Regions from separate parts of the Zea mays genome. Here region 2 is linked to region 1. A link is a contact called in public Hi-C data. All regions are on one chromosome and are shown on one strand. Each heading gives the region's core, a stretch centred on a gene start, on an enhancer-like site or on the middle of the called end of the contact. The rest is flanking DNA. Distances are from core to core; before and after follow the strand shown.

Region 1 (3,888 bases), core at 1,244-3,743:
CCAAAATTATGTCATTACTATTACTAGACTAGCAAAGTAGATAATGGCGAGCAACCATCAGGAAATCTTGCCATCAGTGCAGCAGAACTGCAGACCCTTATATTAGCGCACCAGCAGAATCTATGGGTGTGCTCTACTGCTTTAGGGCTCGTTTGGTGGACATGGAAATGGAGGGAATCTATGGTGGAGGGATCCTCTTGCTATTCAATTTTGAATAACAAGGGGATCCCTCCCCCATGGATCCCCTCCATTTTCATATCCACCAAACTAGCCCTTAGGTATTTTATGTTTATTTTATAAGCTGTATTGTAGGCTTTATGGAAATCTTGGATTGAGTTTAAACATATACATATACCTAGTGCGCCATCGGCAGATGGTATGTTACAATTAGTATCTTAATTTTTTTTAGAAAATACTACAGTGTTTCATCTCAGCCTTGTGTTTGACTCACAAAGAACATTCATTTGAATGCTTTGAACTAGAAAGTTGATTGTAGGTGTTAGGATTATAAGGACTGCTAGGGCACAATTACAGGTGCAGCAGTAAGACTTTGGTTTCACTGATTTCATAATGATATGTTAGCTGTTGATCCGATTGAAACAAGTAGCTCGATGCAGAATAAGATTATACATATGATCCTTGCAAATGCTTATCTGTTGTTAAATTATGATATCACTGAACCAGCCCACCAACACAAGCCTCTTTATAATAAAGATTAGACTTAAATCTAGGTCCCAAAATATATTTGGTCCAATCTAGATCCCAAATATATTTGGTGTACAATACATGATAACTAAATTATGCTAATGCTAATGCCGTGATGATAATCCCAAATCTAATTGTTGCCCAAATACACCTCTACCTGCAATCCAGCATAAGCTAGCATTCCAGCCAAAATATAGCAGTTGAAGGAATTTTCCAGGGGAAATACCAAGATAGCCTTCTGGCTTGCTGCAACAAAGCTAAAACAACTGTGCCCAAGGCCTGTGGCTTGTCTAGATCAGTGATCAAGATTCAAAATATGACTATGTTTAGCATCGATCAAGCAGATAAGCAAACCATTAGTTTCGACATTATACAAAAGATAAGCCAACTAGGCTCAGCATGATCTCAATATATACAAGCCACTGAACTAGAACATTACAAAGGAATAATATTCTTATGTAGATTATGATGTTGCTTATACAAGAATAGGCCCGATAGGCCTCATTACCCCGATATAAGCCGAAAAGGACCTTAACAGGTTCTCAATTAGAGTCAGAATAGAACAGAATGACTGTGAGTGTTTACTCCTTTTCTGTTATCTACCATGATAAAAGGAACCGAAATGAAATTTAGATTTCGGTACTGTGAAGGTTGAAGTTTGAGAAAAATCACTGAGAGATTACTGCACTATAGACTAAGGTCCTATTTGAATGCACTAGAGCTAATAGTTAGCTGTCTGAAAAAATGCTAGTGAAATTAGCTGGCTAATAAATAGCCGGCTAACTATTAGCTGGATTAAACTGGATATAACTAATGGGTAGTTGAGGGTGCAACTAATAGTTAGCTGAACTATTAGTTGGGGTGTTTGGATGACTCGAACTAATAGTTGAACTATTAGCTGGGCTGTTTAGGTGTCTCCAAGTAATTTTAGCAGCTAACCATTAGCTCTAGTGCATTCAAACAGAGCCTAAATAGTGTCAGCACAATAAAAACTTAATGTGGGAGGCTATTATGTAAGGATAACTAGTCTTCAACCAAAAAAACTCATGTTAATTATCATGAAGTTTGCTAGATCCTGAGCAATCCAAAATACCAGCTACAACAATACATCTAAGCCATCACGGCTTCAAATTGGCATGGTTTCACTTCCACACAAGAATCTCTAACAGCAGCCCAAGATGTATTTGCTGACCTGAGAAACGGAAACGAAGCACACTGGATTGCAATGTAAACGTCCTACAACGGGTAACATAAGACAAACTAAGATGACGCAGACGCAAACCTTGTAGTCGAGCAGCATCTGGGGCATCTTCTTCATCAGCTCAACAGTATTTGCTCGCCTGAGAGACGGAAATGAAAACGAGGCGTCAATCAGTTGACCCAGTGAGCAAACTAAGCACACAAATGGAGTGGAGGGGCGCAAGAGATGCGCGCGCTTACTTCTCGGCGGAGATGCGGTCGCACTTGTGGCCCTTGCGCTTGGTACGCATCTCCCCGCGGGGAGGATCGTAGCTCCAGTCCTCGCCGGCGAGGAGCACCTCCTTGCGGAGGCGGGCGCGCTTGCGAGCGCTGATGCCGAGCGGCTTCCACGCGCCGAGCTCCCAGTATCCCCACACCCCCTTCCCGAGCTCACCCTTGTACTTTGCCAGCTTCTCCTTCCACGGGTACCCCTCCGCCCACCTCGCCGCCGTCGCGGCCGCCGCCTTCCCGGCCATCGTCGTCAGCTCCGATCGCTCTGGGTCAGTTAGGGTTCAGCCCGCGGCTTCGGGTAGTAGAGTGACCACCTATTGGGCCTTCTGAGGCTGGGCCACATTGTAGCTCATGTATTGGGCTTTAATGGCACATAAGTGGGCGAGGGAGAGACCAGGTCCGCAGCTTTTTTTTCCAGCTTCTAGACACCAGAAGCTGCTGCAGACTAGTAAATGTCTAGCTTTTTTTCTTTTCAGTCTGCTTATATAAGAATTATTTTGGTCAAAATTGTCTAAAATCAACATGAACATATAATAAGCTGAGTCGTTGCGATAGTAAAAACCATCACTTTCGATATCATAAATCCTATGAAATATTTTATCTTCTTTTACATGTAATCACCATGATACTTAGATTCTCTTTACAGTCAGATTCTCCTCACAATCAGATTCTTAGAAAAGCTTCTCAGAAAAAAGCTGAACCAAACAAACCCCCAACTCTAATCGAGCCTTTTATAAAGCCTTGAGCACGAATTTCATGGAACATATTTTGGTTATAGAAGTTGTAAAAAACAGTTTCTATTTATTGTCTGCTTTTAGTACATTCTGATAAACAGCTAAACTGATAACTGCTTCAAAAATGTCCTGTTTGGTCTATCTTTTGCTTAAACCTATGAAAAAAATTTATAGAAGTTGTGTCAAAGAGGGCCTTTGTATACTGTCAACAAGATCTCGCTTCCTTCCAATACCGTTCATTTTTACAGGTGTGACAAATACGATAGAGTTGTTTACTTCTCTTTAGAAGTGAAGCACACTAACTAGTTCTAAGCGGATGAAAATCTAGAGAACTACTGAGTGGAAGAGATGGCCGGTTTGGAACAACCCCTCCTCTTATTATAGAACTGTTATATATTTGCAAATCCGCTCTTAGATCTTTTTAAAAAAAATCACTTAACCCAAGGAGCATAATAGTTTAAACGATAAAATGCCAAATGCCATCTCGACGTTCTCCCTTTGGTTTCGAGGTCCAAACGATAAAATGAAATGGGCTGGTGGGTCTCGTGGGCTCCGTTTTGCGATCTTTAGCAATTATCACGAGTACGTAGGCCGATAGTATGTACGTACGGGTTGGATACAGCCAGCCCAACGAATAGCAGTCGCACGGCACGCAGTAATAACCTGCCCATCCCCCGACCCCACCACCGAGCTTATCTCCTCCCGTCTAGGCGACGACGACGACGAAGCAGCGGGAGGAGCATAAGCGCCGCCGATCCCGAGCATACGAGCGAGTTCTCCACTCATCCTCCGCCTCGTGCCGCAGATCCCTACGTACGCCGCCCGCCAGCCATGGCCCGCTCCTCCTCGCAGTCGCAGTCCTCCGTTGGCGCTGGCGCCGGCGCCGGCGCGCGCCCGGCCACCGTGGGGCCGCGCGGCACGGCCGCGGCGGCCGCCGGGATGCGCCGCCGCCGCGCCACCGCGTCCGGCGGGGGTGGCG
Region 2 (3,577 bases), core at 1,003-3,502, 330 kb after region 1:
TTGGTATCCCGGTTACTATGTTGACTCCCCTCTCCCCTAATAGCATTAGTGCAATCAGTGTTGTCGACCCACCATGAGTTTGAAAAGGGTGTTAGATGTATATATTGTTTATGTATTAATACATTAGTGTAGGGTGTTGTGTGTAGTTTTTACTCTTGGCATGTGTGGTTTATACGGGTGCAATAAGTATCAAATGTAAATGAGTCTTTAGGAGAAGACTATGAACATGTGTATGTGTGTGTGTGTTTTGGCACAATAAGCATTTGGTATCAGTATCATTGCTTTGTAGGTTTTTAGCACAAAATCTTCTGTACGACATGTTTTTGGACATAACTAAAAATAAAGTAGGTATCTTGTGATATCATGGCCCCGGTGGATGGTGATAACTAGGTCCAAGGCTTAATAGAATTAGTAGTGTACTCATACCAACAAGGTGCATCTTATTTTTCAGAAGCCTGACTTGAAAGAACCTTCAAGTTAAGTGTGCTTGGCCTTGGAGCAATTTGGGATGGGTGACCGATTGAGAAGTTTTCTCGGGTGCGCATGAGTGAGGACAAAGTGCGCACAAAAGATTTGTGCTAGTCTGTGGGGACAATATATGATCCTAGAGAGCTGTCTAGAGTAAGTACCATCGGTCCAGAAGTGGACGGGGTGTTACAAGTGGTACCAGAGCCGGCCCTCGTGGTTTCACGGGCGTGTGTGGGTTAGGGTTTTGGGTATATGGCGTATGTGGGCCCAGAGTGGTCACATGGCATGGCATATGACGACACTAGACACACAGACATGGCCAAGAGGGGAGGTTCCTAGCTTGGGGTTGACCGACGAGGACGTCGGTCTTCTAAGGGGGGGTGAATTGTGATATCATGGTCCCGTTGAATGGTGATATCCTGGTCCAAGGCTTAATAGAATTAATAGTATACTCATACCAACAAGATGCATCTTATTAAGCCTAACTCAAAAGAACCTTCAAGTTAAGCGTGCTTGGCTTGGAGCAATTTGGGATGAGTAACCGATCGGGAAGTTTTCTTGGGTGCGCATGAGTGAGTACAAAGTGCGCACAAAAGACACATGCTGGTCTGTGGGGACAATATATAATCCTAGAGAGCTACCAGGAGTAAGTACCGTCAGTCCGATAGTGGATAGGGTGTTACATATCTGCAGGCAGGCAGGCAGGGGCGAAGCTATATTCATTTTAGGAGGTGCATCTGCATCCATAAAAATGCAAAACTAGTTGCAATGAGTAATTTTTAAACTTATATGCATCCTTGTTATCTGGTGTTTAGGCTGTCTCCGACAGCTATCCTATCCAATCCCCTATTTAAAACTCTAGTCTACAAATAGTGCAATCTACAGTGTAAATCTCCTATTTTATACGATCTATTGTAGACAGCCTTATGCACTTGGGCATGTGCATGTGAAGTAGCCACTTGTGTAAAGTACACCGAGTACATCCACATGTATAGTAGGCTATTAGATTATCTTTGGTGGACCATGTAAAATAGGGGGATACGGACCTGTAGATAACATTGTTTATAGAGTCAAATTTAAAAATAGAGGATAAAATGAGGAATATGATAGAGAATCTGCTAGAGATAGGCTTAGCAGTGATGTTGGGGCAATTATGAAATTGGGACTGTGGATGAAGCTTCTTGCTCACGCCAACCGCGCTCTACGCTTTTTACTGCTCGCGTGGGGGCACCCGGCAGGCAAGGGGCATCCTGGCCGTACAAACTAATCATCAGCAAGTTTAAAACTACGCAAAAAATGAATAATGTTCATGTGGCTTGTTTTGTGTAATGTTCATCAGCTGGTTAAAATAATTGGTAGCTTGGCTATTTCACTCTCCGTTTAGATAGATGGATAGACAGACAGAATAGTAGCAAGACATGCATGGTAAAAAAAACTACGCGCTGCACCTGTGCACGCAGAATCATATAGATATGGTAGATAAGGTTCTTTTGCAACATATATAGAGAAATATGAAAAGACGCTAAATTCTTAATAATATGTGTATCATGTGTACCAAAGACGTATACATCTTGACAATTAGCCGCTAATTAACCAGAGTGCATGATGGGTCGGGGTCGGTGATGAGCACCACGGAAAAAGAGTGTGGGGGAAAGCACAAAAAAAATAAGGCTACACAGAGACAGAATGGCGCAGGCCCACCTTTTCTCTCTCTCAGTCTCAGGCTCTCAGCTCGCTGATATCATCCGACCTGCCAGTCTCCGTCGGTCTCAGCTTCCCCCTCCCTTCTCTTTTCCCTCCCTCGCCCGCCCCCCTCGCCTCGGCTTCGCTAGCTGATTCCGGTCGCCATCGCCATCGCGGCCTCCACTATCTCCCCGTCCCAGAGTCCCAGCAGACGCTCCCAGCACCATCCACCATCCATCCGCAGGCCGGCCGCAAGGCAAAGCACACACGGCAGCGCGAGCTGAGACGACCTGATCGACACACACTCACAGACAGACAGAGAGAGAGAGGGGTGGCAAACCCTAGAACCAGCATCACCATGATCTTCCCCCCTGCCTTCCTCCACGATTCCTCGAGCTGGAACGATAACCAGGTAATCTTCTGATCCTCCCCGGCCTGCGATCGATTCTGCACGCAGCTTCCGCCGCTCTCTTCTTTCTTTCCCCGCGTCCAAGATTTTATTCACTCTCTTTTCATCAACGAGCTCGCTAGTGGGCAGTGGCACGAATATAATCAAAAAGGCGGACGCGTCGTCGGAGAAAGTCGCAGCAGCTAGCTAGCTTGCTGCGTGCGCGATATATATATATTGGTATCTGTTTGCAACTGATGACTCATTCATACATGCTAGCTATCTCAAAAGAAGAGAATAATAATCTATACGAGTACGCACCTATCTAGGGCTTGCTTTGCTAGCTAGTTGAGCAGCTTCCGTGCATCATATCTTCCTGCTTCCTCGCTCCTCGATCGATGCTTTATTCATTTATTCCCCGCATCTTTTGGTTCGATCTTGTAGCACCACCAGCAGCACCAGGTTGCGGCCGGCGGCGCCGGCGACGCCAGTCATGAGCTTCTCCAGCCGTCAATCATGGGGGGAGCGCTTCCCGATGGAGGCGGTGACGGTGGCGGCGGGCAGGTTATTGGAGGCCCCGCGAAGCCCATGCCCATGGCGGAGCGCGCGCGCCTCGCGAGGATCCCGCTGCCGGAGCCGGGGCTCAAGTGCCCGCGCTGCGACTCCGCCAACACCAAGTTCTGCTACTTCAACAACTACTCCCTCTCTCAGCCGCGCCACTTCTGCCGGGCATGCCGCCGCTACTGGACGCGAGGCGGCGCGCTCCGCAACGTGCCCGTGGGCGGCGGCTACCGCCGCCACGCCAAGCGCGCCAAGCCCAAGCAGCAGCCGGCCGGTGCCGGTGCCGGGACCGGGATCGCCGCCACCACCGCCGCGCTGCAGCAGGCTCCCGCGTCGTCAGCCGCCGCCTGCACCGCGACGACCACGGCGACGACCACCCCGCTGCCTGGCGGCGGCAGCGGCGGTGGGCTGTCCATGCTGCCGCCGCTTTTCCGCCTCGCCGACTTCGACGCCATGAGCCTCGGCTCCTCCGGCTTC

The links. Hi-C and Micro-C count contacts between places; a contact is called where the count stands out from the background.
Region 2: a Hi-C map of leaf shows a contact between it and region 1, with 7 times the contacts expected there. The contact joins the promoter of LOC100272994 here to the promoter of LOC101202700 in region 1. A contact is called at or near these places in 2 of 25 Hi-C or Micro-C datasets (bundle sheath and leaf).

What each region holds. Positions count from the first base shown.
Region 1 is chr8:137,053,157-137,057,044 of Zm-B73-REFERENCE-NAM-5.0, forward strand. It overlaps LOC101202700, which reads right to left and starts at 2,494. Exons shown (of 3, transcript NM_001294319.2): 1 at 2,146-2,494; 2 at 1,988-2,045. The coding sequence starts at 2,420. It overlaps LOC100280873 (protein transport protein Sec61 beta subunit), which reads left to right and starts at 3,599. Exons shown (of 1, transcript NM_001153793.1): 1 at 3,599-3,888. The coding sequence starts at 3,741.
Region 2 is chr8:137,380,399-137,383,975 of Zm-B73-REFERENCE-NAM-5.0, forward strand. LOC100272994 reads left to right here and starts at 2,253. Exons shown (of 2, transcript NM_001147445.1): 1 at 2,253-2,563; 2 at 2,984-3,577. The coding sequence starts at 2,510.